Regions from separate parts of the Anas platyrhynchos genome. Here region 1 is linked to region 2. A link is a contact called in public Hi-C data. All regions are on one chromosome and are shown on one strand. Each heading gives the region's core, a stretch centred on a gene start, on an enhancer-like site or on the middle of the called end of the contact. The rest is flanking DNA. Distances are from core to core; before and after follow the strand shown. Region 1 holds the start of LAMB1 (laminin subunit beta 1). Region 2 overlaps LAMB1 (laminin subunit beta 1).

Region 1 (6,117 bases), core at 449-2,948, 41 kb after region 2:
GCTCCATCCCTGCAGCGTGGCTGGGGAGATGAACGCGTGGTGCTTTGCCAGCCAGGAACACGTGAGCTGGCAGGTCTGTGCCACGCTGATTTACTATTTCATTGAGTCCTGCGGGGCTGGGAAGGCTCCTGTCCCCTCCCGTCCCCTCCTGTCCCATCCCGCAGCCTCAGCCCCCTGCAGCCACTCGTCCTCCCACCAAATCACTGCCCAACACCGAAAGGTCCCAAAGTGCTCGGCCCCGTGTGGTTACGGGGCACCTTCCTGCACCCACAGCCTGGCAGATTTCCCCAGTACCACTCACAGCACGGAAACATCAGGCAAACACCGAAACGGGGCTGTGAGATCGGGAATGAGGGCGCGTTAAAACCATCTGAGGCAGCGCGTTTAACATAAACCACCTGGGAACTTCAGCATTTTCTGGGACAATAAAACTAACAAGGCGCCTTTGTTACTTCTTTGGAGGAGAGATGCAAAGAAAGCAACCCCAAAACGCTGAAAATGCTGCAGCAAGGCTACCCGCCGTGTTAAACCCAGAGTTACCCCCGGCAGACAGGGCAGCGTGGTAAAACCGTGTGGCGGGGAGATTTGTAACCTCAGGGCACAAACGGGAGGCGTTTTCCTTCCCGGTGTCAGGATCCGTCCCCATTGTCTCGGCAGCCACTTCAGCCTGGGGCAATTCCCTCACTTTCCACCTAACCCAGCGGAGATCCCGCTCCTGATCCCCTACCCCTGCTGTCTCAGGGACCTTCAATACTCCCTTATAGCCGTCTCTTAAATCCTAAAAACCTCTCTGCCTTCCACCAGCCGAGCCGATCTGCCTGCTTTCGCCCGGAGACCATCCAGATGTGATTATATTATGAGGACAGCCGCCAAGCCATTACGACCGGCTCCTACACACCACTTGCCATCAGGAAGCTGTCTAGACGGCTCCGCGTTAAGGCTGCAAACCCCCCCCCGAGCATTAATTGAACCTACCCCGAGTGTTAATTAAACTTACACCGAGTGTTAAGGGGACGTACCCCGGGGTTTCTTCCCCGTTAAGCCCCGGGGGGGCTCCCCCAAACGCGGCCCCGTCCCCGCCGCGTCCCCCTCCCCGTCGGGGCTCGGGGGGCTCCGGGGGTCGCTCGGTGCCTCCGGCCGGTCCCCGGGCACCCAACCCCGCCGTCGGGGGGCTCACCTGGAGGTGGCTGACGATGCAGTAGGGCTCGGGCTGCCGGAGGCCACACGTGGAGGAGGCGGAGAGGCGGGCGGCGCGGCCGATGAGGAGGTCGCCGGTGGCCGGGTAGCAGCTGCCCTCGGCGCAGCCGGAGCTGTACTCGGGCTCCTGAGCCGCCGCCACCCACAGCGCTGCGGGGCCGGGGGGTGGGAGACACGGGGAGAAGGGAGAGAAGGAGAAGGAGAAGAAGAAGAAGGGGGGACACGCGGTGAAGCCGAGCCCGCAGCCCCCTGCCCCGACGGCGGTGGGAGCGGGGCCGGGCGGTGGTTACCGAGGTAGAGCGGGAGGAGCCCCATGGCGAGCACCGACGGGTCGGGTCGGGTCGGGACGGGACGGGATGGGACAGGAGGGGACGGGACGGGACGGGACCGGACCCCCGCTCCGGAAGCTTCCCCCGCCGCCACCGGGCTCCACGCAGGCGCCGCGGCTCCCCGGGAGCGGCTCCGAGCCGCCGGGCGGCCCCCCCCGGCCCTCCCCCTCGTCCCCTCCCCGCCGAGCTCCCGGCCCGGCCCCTTCCCTTCCCCTCTCGCCGCTGCTGCCAGGGCTGCGGGGAAAGGGGAAGCCCGGGGGGAGCGCTTAGGGCGAGGGGGACCCTCCCCAGAACCCCCCCCAGGACCCCCCGATGGAGCGGGCACCACCGACGGGGCGAGCGGGACGGGCTTGATGTGGGGCAGCGCTGTGGGGTTGGGGGTGCTCGGCCCCGTTCTGCCTCCACACCGGGGTCCCCAGCCCTTCAGGGGGTGCTGGGGGGGCTCAGCACCCCGTAAGGGTGGTTGGAGGGGGCCACCCTGCGTGGCGAGGTGAAGGGCCACAGCCACCGCATGCGGCGCTCGATGGCCACCGAGCAGCCCGAGGGGCCACCAGCCCGTTTGCCATTAGGTTGAGGCACCGCTGTGGTGCTGGGATGGAGATGTTGGGGCGAACCAAGCAGTTTGGTGTTTCAGTGGGGTTTCATCTGCCTGCGTTTGCCCTCCTGCTGCTCTCAGATAAACAGAGAAGCCGGCGTGGAGGTGGGAAATGGAGGTCTCCAAAGCACAGCCCTGGCTCGGCACACGCCAAAATGGGTGCCCGAGTCAGTCTGCGTGAGTTTTGTAGCCCACACGTAGCACGTGAGCTGGTGTGTAAACCTTCACCAGGCACCGGGGTGCCTCGGGAACACTTTGCCCTCGCTGTTTGCGGTCCCTGAATGGAACCACGCGGCGGGCTGTGTGTGCCACAAAACCCTGCCGCTGGGTAAATATGCTCGCCCTCGTTTTACAGATGGGTAAGCAGAAACAGAGAGATAGCGAGCGACTTGCCCTAAAGGTTAAACACCACGTCCGAAACATAACCCAGGGCCCTCAGCTGAAGAAGCGGTGGCTGAGTTTCATTAAAGATGCCCAGGAAATTAAACCATTCTAGCTGCCCGGGCAGGTATTGTTATTCTAAACTTCTTCTGCAATGTGGTCTTTTGAACTCACAAAACTCACAGAATTTCACAATCCTCTCATGTAACTCACAGCTTGGCTTTGCATTTAGGTGTCAATACAACAAATCTGTTTGTCCTACTCAGAAGAAATGTTTTAGCCTGCTTGTGGTTGGCGAGCTGCACCAGTAAACAGCAGAAAGGCAGCGGTGCTCCGCAGCATCCTCCCTGTGCATGTGCCACAGCAGCATGTTTCACTTCCACTGGGTTCTTCTCTGTCCCATATTTTTTCTTTTTCTTTTTTTTTTTTTTTTTTTTTTTATTTTATTGAAATATTCTCCTCCTTATTCTTGTTCTCAGTCTTGCAGAAGTGCTGTCCTCCCCTGAATCTAAATGGGCTCAGCTGGCTCTGTGGAGCACTTCGTGCTGTGGTCAGGCTGCTGGCATTGCTGGTGTTGTGCTTCTGTGTGGCTGCAAGTTTCCTCCAAGAACCAAGTTCGGAGTTGTCTCTGACCTCAGTGGGACCCGATTTACCGCCTGTTCTCTTGTACCACCGCAGTGGTTGAACGCCCAGCAAACAGAGCTGGTGAAATATTTGATTAAATGTCTCTGATCGTATGTGGCATTGGTTAAATGTTGTTTGTATTGTGCTTAATATCACTGAAGTCAAAATGCTGTGTAAGACGATCCCTTTTTCATTATTATTTTTTTCAATAAACAGTTTTTGGAAGCCACCTCTATCCACAAGAAAGAGAACTGGGAGGGAGAACTACAAACAAGTGGTTTTGATCCAGATCAAGCATTTTCACACAGATTGACTTTTCAAAAACACCTTAAAAGGTTTTGTGCCACTTCCAGCGGGGAATGCTACACAGTTTTAGACCTCAGAAGTTGCCACAAATGGACCTGGTGGCCTGTGGCAACCCATCCTGCTTGGTTGGTGTGCTCTGAGCACACAGCTGGGACTCCATGCAGGCTTTTTCCTTTCCATTCCTGCTTTTCTCCCAGCAATTTCTGTTCCTCCCACGGATACCTTTCCTCTCCAGGCCTGTTTTACTGCCTTGTGTTCAAGGACATTTCATCCTGGCAGCCGTGTGGCAACTACCTCCCTGAGCAGCCCAGCCAGCAGTGGCATTTTAGGAGGAAATTCGTCAGCTTTCTGCTTGTGAATTCAGATTTTTGAAGCCGTGAATGAAGCACTTTTGTTTTATACACAATTGAAATTTTAATGTGAGAGCTCCAGCTTGCCTTGCTCAGGTGCAGTGTGGCAGCCACACAAACCTGCAGGAAATCCAGGCTCCTTCCCTGGCATTACCTGGAGGCCTTCACGGGAGCAGCTAGCTGAGCTGTGCCCTCTGGCTGGTGGAGGTGCTCCCTTTAATTATGGCAAAGTCAATCTGTCATACGCTCGTCTGATTACAGCCTAGGGACTTGCAGAGAAACCTTGCACCTCACAGGTGATTTTTTTAAAGTGCTAAAATTCAGGAAAAAGAAAGGTAAAGCACAAATTCTGCACACACCTGCATCCAGGTGCAGTTGCTAGATTATATCAAGGTTTTAATTTGACCCCACCATTTTCACAGCAGGAGCTGCTACACGGGTAGTGCACGTGGCAAGCACGCACTGCTTGGAGCTCCGGGATCATCCCTGAGATCTGCTCCCAGCCGAGCCCCCCACCACGTGCAGGCGCTGCTTTGGCTCCCCTAACTGTGGAAGTTTTATCTCTGATGGATCAACACGAGGTTGCCCTCAGGTAAGGCTTGTTCTGAACGTGCTGCTGGCACAGGGCTGCCTCTGGACTCTCTGGGGCTGGTGTCAGGCAGGCCAGAAGGGGACAAGGTGACTCATTTTTATGAGGAAGAGCCAGCGTTACTCTGCAGGGCAGGATTTCGAAATGGAGGTTTTCCTCCTCCCGGTCTTTTTAAAACCCCAGCCCTCCTGTAGTATTCACCTATCCCCAGCCTCCTCATTATATGAAACACAAGTTCTAAACTAAAATTTAGGACAAATCCTGTGGTGTTGTGTGTGGCTAGAAGACACAGCGGTGTGAACCCTGACTCCTGTGCAGCACCGTGTGGGGGCTGCATTGATGAAAATCGTGGGCAACCCCTCGCTGAACGCACAGAAAGGAGGTATGGCAGGAGGGGAAGCGAGGTTGGAGCTGATTTCAGTATTGAGCATCTGTGCACTGCCATCCAGTGGGCACTGGGGACTTTGCTCCCTGTCACACACCTCTTCAGGTGGCCCAGCACTGAGTGGTTTTGGCGAATATTTGGGGACCCCCTCATGGTCAGGGGTTGCTGGGGATCCCTGATCTGCCTCAGCAAGGCGATGGGGATCGGGGAGAGGTGGGACCGTGGGGGAGATGCTGGCTGTCAGCAGGGATGGCTGCAGAAGCCCATCATAAGTGGTGCTTAGGGGCATGTTTTAGTGGGTGACACTGGTGGTAGGGGGTGGTTGGGCCAGATGATCTTGGAGGGCTTTCCAGCCTCAGTGAATCTGTGATCCTATGATCTGTGTGGCCCCATCGCCGTCCCCATGCAGCCCCAGGGTGTTGTGGGGTTCAGCAGTGAGACTGAGGGTGTTGGGAGGCTGTCTTTGAGGCACTTGGCTGGAGGTCTCTTAGAAATCCCCCTTTTCCATTCCCACCCCAGGCAATGAGAAGTCCCAGGCTGTGGCAGCAGTGTGGTTTTGAGATCCCTCCAGGACAGCATCCTGATTACTTCATCAGGTGTTTTATTAAAAGGTATTTCCTCTTCCCATATGTACCCAACCAGGTTAAAAAATCAAGAGAAAGTTACATTATTCCCTGTGCCAAAATACTGCATACACCTTCAGATTTATGTACAGAGGACAGCCACCCCGTGCTCAGGAGGTGACTCAGTTGCACTTTACCTCATGGTCTGCTCAGCCCTTAGCTTTTGCATGTTGCATACTTGCTTTCCTGCTCTGTAATTTCATTTGTGATGGCTATCACTTGCTCCTCGAGTTGTCTGAGTTGCTCTGCCTTGTCTTGCTTGGTTTGATTCAGGTCCTGAAGCTTCTTCTCCAAATCTGTAAGAGCAAAGTGACATGCAGTGATACACATATTTATTGTGTAAGTAAAATCCAGGGATTAACTGTGCTCCTTTTCCCAGCAGTTCTGGAGGCAGCAAGCCCATTGCAAATGGGGAATGTTATATATGCAACTGGAGGGAAGAGCCTGGCTTCTGGACAGCAAGAGAAACAGGACAGCCTTAAAACAGCTTTTTCTCAGCACGTGCTTTTGTCCATCAGCTAGGATGGGGCAGGACATGGAGCTCTTAAAGCAGTTGTTTAAATGGAAACACTGAGAGGAACAGCATGTCCATCAATGTGTGTAAAGCCTAGAAAAATTGGATGCAATGGCCTTAGGTCGTCCTCCTTTACTGTTTTTTTGCTGGTCCCTGTGAAGCTACACCGATGCGAACATACTGTTAGCGAGTCAACAACACATTATTCACTGCCCGTTTCCAAT
Region 2 (6,503 bases), core at 508-3,007:
TGTTAGGGTGCTGGGAGAAGAGGGGCTTGTATAGATCAATTAAAACTATATTAACTTTTTTAAGAGAAAATCTCTGTGTGTGTGATTATCCACACATCATGTTTTCATATTGAAAACTCATCGGGAAAAATCAAGTGCTGGTAGGGAAATGAAAAAAACAAAGAAAAATTTAATCGTTCTGCTACTTAATCTTGTTTTTAAAGCTTCCATTGTCCAATTCTCTTCAATGTCAAAATGCTAGAACTGGATAGCAAAGCAGTGCTCACAGTTAAGTGTGATAACGTGAGGGTTATTCTTCTGCACCTTCCACACACAAGGGCTGCAGCATCAGCTCTGCACATAGTTGAGACATACTTTGTTCTCTCCTTGTTTTCTATTTTGTGCTCTCTTTGTGTCTCTGCTGTAGCAAGAGAGCTTAATAAATATTTAACATGGCTGGAGGGTTGTATTGGGTTTTGTTTGTCACAAACAGCATCTTTGGAGTATCCCTAACGTGTACAGGGAATGTACCCAATTCCAGTAGCTCACTTGTTTTGCAGGGTGCCTTTTTTTTGTTATGCTTTTATGCCTTGAAGAAAATCTTAATATGTGCTGATATTGTACGCGTCCATTTCCATTACGTCGTTGGGATGATAAATGGAGAAATGCTTTCCAAAAAAATTCTGCAAAAGCTACTTGACTTTGTGTGTAGACAAGGTGGTTATGCCATTTTTCTTAGAGCTTCTAATTCAAGTATTGAACTGCTCTCTGTGCTGAGAGATCGAAGAAGATTCAAAGTCAGGTTGAATGGGACTTTGAGCAACCAGACCAAATGGAAGATGTCCAACCTTCTGCAGGGACTAGGTGATCTTTAAAGATCCCTTTCAACCCAAACCATTGTATCATTCTATGAAATGTACAATTTCCTTAAGGTAGCAGTTAATCTTTAAGCACCTTTAATACTATTCTTCATTTTGTTTTTATAACCTCTGTTTGAAAAGTAGATAGGAATCAACTAGGGTCTTTTAAGCTCATCACCAGGCTAAGAGATGATGCACTGTATCCTTGAATTAGAGGAGCAAGTGAATTAATGTGAAATCTCCTTTCAGGTGGGTGTTAGTAGGAAGCTGCTGAAATAAAGGTAAGGTAACAAAATGAGGGAGGGAGAACCCAATTCTCCTCGTAGATCTAGGCATCTCAGAATCACCTCTTCCTGTGGGTAAATCCTATCAAGTGTTCATCTGGCACTTTCTAAGTTCTAACTCACTTTTTGTAAGTTCCCTATTCTCTAAGAAATACTCCTGTGCACTCCCTCCTCTCACCCAATAATTGTGGCAGTTTTGGGCAGTCTTGCTGTGGTTCAGCCTTGGGATTCATCAGTTACAAATTCTTGTATGTTGTTTTGTTCTTCATACATTTTTGGAGTTTGGAACACTTTGGTACAATTTCAGTAGCAGTCTTCAGAGATTTGTCTCCTAGACACTCGAAAATAAAATTTAAGGCCTGGGGTTGTTATGGTATTGTTACTTCCCAGTATCGTTTCTGCTCTAGTTAAATATACCAAAAGTGCTTGTAGAGGCAGAAATATGTCTGAATGTTGCAGAGTTTGAAGATTTTATTTTTAACACCTGTTAAATATACCGTCAGTGACATAGTGTGTGATGCTGCTGTGGTAATCAATTCCTGTTCTGGATTTTTTTATTCTAGTGTCTGTAAGTGTGAAGGTTGGATGATTATTTAAATGTGCTGCTCTCCAGTTTCCATAGGTGGCGCTGTAATTCTGCTGTAGTTGCCCCGACCAGCTTCTGCTGACAGTCAAGGTGAGCTAAATTGTTGATCAAAGAACATATCCAAATACATTTCTCAGGTCGGAGTTAGCAGTCAGGATATGTAAAAGCCTGCTGCAGCTGAGGATGCTAACTTGCACATAGGTTAGTTAATACTGCAGACCAATTACTACACTTACTATGTGGTTGGCTGAAGGTACACTGTGCTGTAGTAAGTTTGAACTTACTACATATAAAGTGCAGTTTATATGAGCTGGATATCACTCTTGCACTTCAAAAAAGAAAGTCTTATTTGTGTTTTGTTAAGCACAAGCTGCTCTTAGGGAGATTCAGTGTGCTGCTTTAAGAGTCTGTGTACCACTCCTTAACTGCTTCACATTAAGTGCCCTATGAACTTGGTAGCTTTTTTTTTCTAGAGAGTCTTGATCCTCCAATGCTGGTTTATCACATAAATGTGATTTGCAGAACATAAACCAGTTACCCCTTCAGTGCTGACCTCTCAAATCAATAAGTATTTCAATTAATTTAAACTTGTTTTAAGCCTAAATGGATATCGTACAGAGGTTAAATATTCCTTGTGCAGTAAGTAGAAGGGCATAAATGCTAGCAAACCCCACAAAGATGGTATTTCTTCTTTCAGTACTAACTGTTCTGAGTTATCATGCGTAGTTGGAACCAATATTAGATCTCTAGCTATTTTAAAAACAAGACTTGCAGAACCTAAAGGATTAATTGATTTACCATTTCAGCTACTGAAAATAACAAGGAACTTAGTGAGTCATACCAGGTACATACAGTGATACAAAAGTACTGTTTATTTTCAATGTCAAAAAGTTACTTGTCTTTGGTTCTGTGACTTAAAAGTCAATATAAAACCTGTTCACTTTATCAGGTCTTAGTGTAATGTCAAAAAAAACCAAAAAACAAAAAACACTAGTGTAATACTTACTTAAAAAAAAAAAAAGCCCCATCCTGAACGTAAGCATTTTCTGCTCCCATTTATAAGCAAGTGCTGTAAACAGCAACTTTCTGGCTGATTGTCTGTAAGAGGGAGCGAACCGTCTCTTCCAGCTCCACCAGCTGCTTGGCTTTGTCTTCGAGAACTTTTTGATTGTTTTCATACGTATTTTCCAAGTCTGTCGGCAAAGGAAGAGGAAAAACAGTGTAATGAGGTATATTTTAATGCAGTAAAATATAAACCATAGCTGTTAGGGGTAAACTACCTCAGGATTATTTTCTTGTGGAAGAAAATCTGACAAAAAAATAGCAAAGGCTGGAATGGCACTTCTTGTTTCCTTAATATTGGGACATAAAGCAATGTGGAAGTAATTTTCTGTAAATGGAAAAGGTATACTTTGATTCAAGTTGAAAATAACTGCCATTTTTGTGTTGACCTGAAATATCTTGATTATGACAAGCCAAAACTATTCAGTGATTCATTTTAATTGTGCAGGAGTGACTAAGGGGAAGAGCAGGTTCCTGGACTGGCAAAAACAGGAGGAAAACTCAGCTTCCTCCCTGGCAGTTACGGGCAGGCTGCCCCCTCCTGATTCAGCCGACTTTAAGTGGCAATTGTAAAAGTTAAATTCTTCTGTAAACTGCAACTTCTGTGTCCTAATTGCCTTTTATTTCAACGGCATTCCAGGGTGGGGGAAGGGGAATGCTGTTTGAAGATGGTGTTGTGGGTAGTCTGTCAAGAAGTGGGCTGCTTTTAGTGTTGCCAGATGGGTTAGTCCTCATCCTAATCATGGTAGCTACATTTTAATTCCACCCTGTAAGGATTCTTTGAGCACTGAGAGGTGCCATACCAAAAGTTTGTGTCTCACTGTAAGTTTTAGCTCTTCTTTTTAATACAAATCTTTGATTCAAGACTTATGTTGTGTCCCTAAGAATAAGAAAAGCCATTCAGACCTCAGCAACAAAGAATTAATTTCCTTTTTCTTTTCCTGTTGCTGATGAATACTTGGTTTAACAGCATGCTAGTGCTTTGTATTCTTAAAGTAAGGACTTGCCTGCTCAGAACAGCCTTACCTTTGAGCAGCTGGAGTTTGCTGTTTGCTTGAGCCAGCAGGGCTTTAGCTTCATCTTGCAACATGTCAGCTTTCCTCCTAGCGCTGGCCGACTCCTCTGTCTTCTTGGCAATGAGCTCCTCCACCGTTTTGTACTTGCTGTTCAGCTCGGTGTTGAGGACCTGTTGTTCCAGATGCAAACACAAGATGGAGCCGCTCAAAAGACTACGCAAGGGGAGTTGCTCGATATTCGGGGTAAGCAGAGCACACAGGCTGTTAGCTCAGGTAACAAAGGCAGAAACAAGGTTGGGGTATGTCCTGCTTAATACTCAAGGTTTTAAGAGCTGGCACGAAGACTGAGTTGCCCTCTTGCAGATCTGTGGCAATTCTACAGCTTCAATACTTGGCAAGGATTTACAGGATTCAGTTACACAGTTGTGTAACTCGTGGAAGCTATGGCCCCTAGCACAGCTGAGGTTAAGGAACTGGCCATGCTCCTGGTTAAATGTATGCATTTAGGGAGGAACAACCTTGCTGCCCTTTCAGAAAGAAGAGAGCAGCTGCCTGGTTTGCGTAGGTGAATGTGCTGGAAAAGACATCAGGTTGGCTTCTCAGCTGTGCTTTTTTTCTCTGTGAGGTTAAGGAGTACTAGCACCCAGATGAATTCAACTAGCAAGCAAGTTCACGTTCTGCAGCAGTGTTGGGAGTCTCTTGGGTTTACTTGACAGCCACCTGAAATATTACTTAGTGTGTGGAAATAATTGATTTGGTGGATAATGTGTCCCTGCATTGACAGAAAACCTCTCTCTCTTGAGACTGGTGGGCTAATTCCAGCCAAAAGATTGCGGGAATTAAACTTCCTTTGGCAGAGTTGTCAACTGTTTGGTTAACATTCTTTTGGTATTACGAAGGTGTAGAGCAGACACTGGGAGTGCCTGCATATGGTCAGAGTGAATTTTGCATCTCTGATATTTAGAAATGAGACTGGTTTGATATTGAGCTAAGGAATCTTTGCCGTTTGATTTTGTATATGCCAAACTTTGATTTGTTTAGCCTGAACATCACTGCAGAAACAAAAATATAGATGGGGAAAAAAAGCCAATGTATTTGTGGCAGATAGCGAAGCAGAGAGACAGAACCAAATGCATGAAAGGCTGACAGTGCGACAGCAAGGGGTGTTTTATGCAACTCTTCTAGAAACTGTTAACTTCCTAATACTTCTCTTTGTATTTGGTACCAAAATGAGTAAAAGCAGGTATCTGTGGTAAGTGCATTAAGCACTCTTTTTGTCTTCAGTACTTGGCCAATGACTGAAGTAATGTTCCCCTGCACAGACCTGGGGTGTGTTTTACTGGCTTTTCTTTAGCATTTTTCCCAATCTCCTCACCTGCTTAACTTCTTCAGCATTTTGTTTTGCAGTGCCAGCTTTTTCTTCTATCTTGTCCGCATTCACTGAATTTGTAGCGGCCTTTTGCTTCAGATCTTCAACGCTCCTCTCTAGCTCAAACAGACGTAAAGTGGCGTTGTTCAGCGTTTCTTCAGATGCTGCATTTTCAGATTCAATCTACCAGAAGGAGGGACAAAGATATGCTTTCAAAAGTTTCTAAATATAACACAAAAACTTTCTGAGTAAGCCCCAATCAACTAACTAGGTCACGTCCATAGATCTGATATAAAAAGTGTTACAGTTTCATTAAAAATGGACAACTGAAGTCAGGGTGAAAAAACCCACTGCTTGAAGATCAGGTGTATAGAGGGCTGCAAAAGCATTACAGAACCTCTTAAAAAATGACTCGATTGTATTACATGTGCAAGAATTGCCTAATCTGCAAACAGAACTTCACGAGTTCATTATTAAATGATAGTGTTAAATGGCTGAAGCTGCCTGTCTCTAAGCTAGCCACACTTCATGGATATAGATATTGCTCTCATGAGACCAGGGTGCAGAGTTAAAGTCTAAAAATACATTATCTGATGAGACTACAGCAATTACCACTTCAGTACAGCATTAGTTTTCTTAGTCCCCTGCTGCAGTGGATACCAGTGCTAGATAGCACGGTTCTGCCAACACACTACAGCAAACAACAATGGGGTCGACGTGTATGACTTTGTAGAGATCTTGGCACACCTGCTGTGTTAGAGAAAACCCTAAGAAAAAGGCTTTTCTCACTCCCATCCATACTTTATGCCATTGAAGTCAAATCAGCAGGATTGTAGCTCCCTAATCCTCTAGTTATGAATAGTTTAGATTCATTTTAAGTGCAGTCTTTTATTTGTAGTACCCAAGAGCCTTGCCTAGACACCCTTACATCAGTTTCAGATGTGTTGCTCTTTCTGTATCTCAAGAGAGAAAAAAAAAACACTTGGAAATAAGGAAATAACTTACTGAGGTCAGCAGATCTTGGGTTCCTTTAATATCTTCATCAGCTTGTTTTATGGCTTTTTCAGCTGCATTTTGTGCCTTTTCAGCTTCTTCTAGTGCTGCTTTCACCATGTCTGCAGTGACTTTAACATCTGTTGCACCTTTGCTGTGGAACAAAGCTATGTTAACACTAAAAACTCTACTTTGGTACAGGGAAAAGCACTAGTCATACACTGCAAAGGGCTGTTTTTGCCCTTTAGTGAAGGAATGGGGAATCAACCTTGGGGTAAGGTAAACTGCATTTCCTGATAGTGAAATCAAAGCCTCATTCCAGTTCTTGGTCATTGAAGACACCCAATACAGAAC

What was found. Hi-C and Micro-C count contacts between places; a contact is called where the count stands out from the background.
Region 1: a Hi-C map of subcutaneous adipose tissue shows a contact between it and region 2, with 3 times the contacts expected there. The contact joins the promoter of LAMB1 here to the enhancer-like site in region 2. A contact is called at or near these places in 5 of 8 Hi-C or Micro-C datasets (F1 follicle, liver, skeletal muscle and 1 more).

The regions. Positions count from the first base shown.
Region 1 is chr1:15,296,798-15,302,914 of IASCAAS_PekinDuck_T2T, forward strand. It overlaps LAMB1 (laminin subunit beta 1), which reads right to left and starts at 1,699. Exons shown (of 33, transcript XM_038175878.2): 1 at 1,488-1,699; 2 at 1,178-1,347. The coding sequence starts at 1,512. It overlaps LOC106018431 (a long non-coding RNA gene), which reads left to right and starts at 1,347. Exons shown (of 4, transcript XR_011806541.1): 1 at 1,347-1,491; 2 at 2,477-2,629; 3 at 2,982-4,374; 4 at 4,625-4,766. LAMB4 (laminin subunit beta 4) reads right to left here. Exons shown (of 33, transcript XM_027459019.3): 33 at 5,358-5,675. The coding sequence ends at 5,536.
Region 2 is chr1:15,255,509-15,262,011 of IASCAAS_PekinDuck_T2T, forward strand. LAMB1 (laminin subunit beta 1) reads right to left here. Exons shown (of 33, transcript XM_038175878.2): 30 at 6,162-6,303; 31 at 5,163-5,339; 32 at 3,798-3,957; 33 at 2,559-2,902. The coding sequence ends at 2,766. DLD (dihydrolipoamide dehydrogenase) reads left to right here. Exons shown (of 14, transcript XM_027459013.3): 14 at 1-435. Among named protein-coding and RNA genes, the nearest start is that of DLD, 16 kb to the left of the region's middle. Within about 2 kb of position 1,758, at least 1 of the 8 cell types and tissues checked has an H3K27ac peak or open chromatin away from gene starts, as enhancers often do. A contact at or near this core is called in subcutaneous adipose tissue, where this site is marked.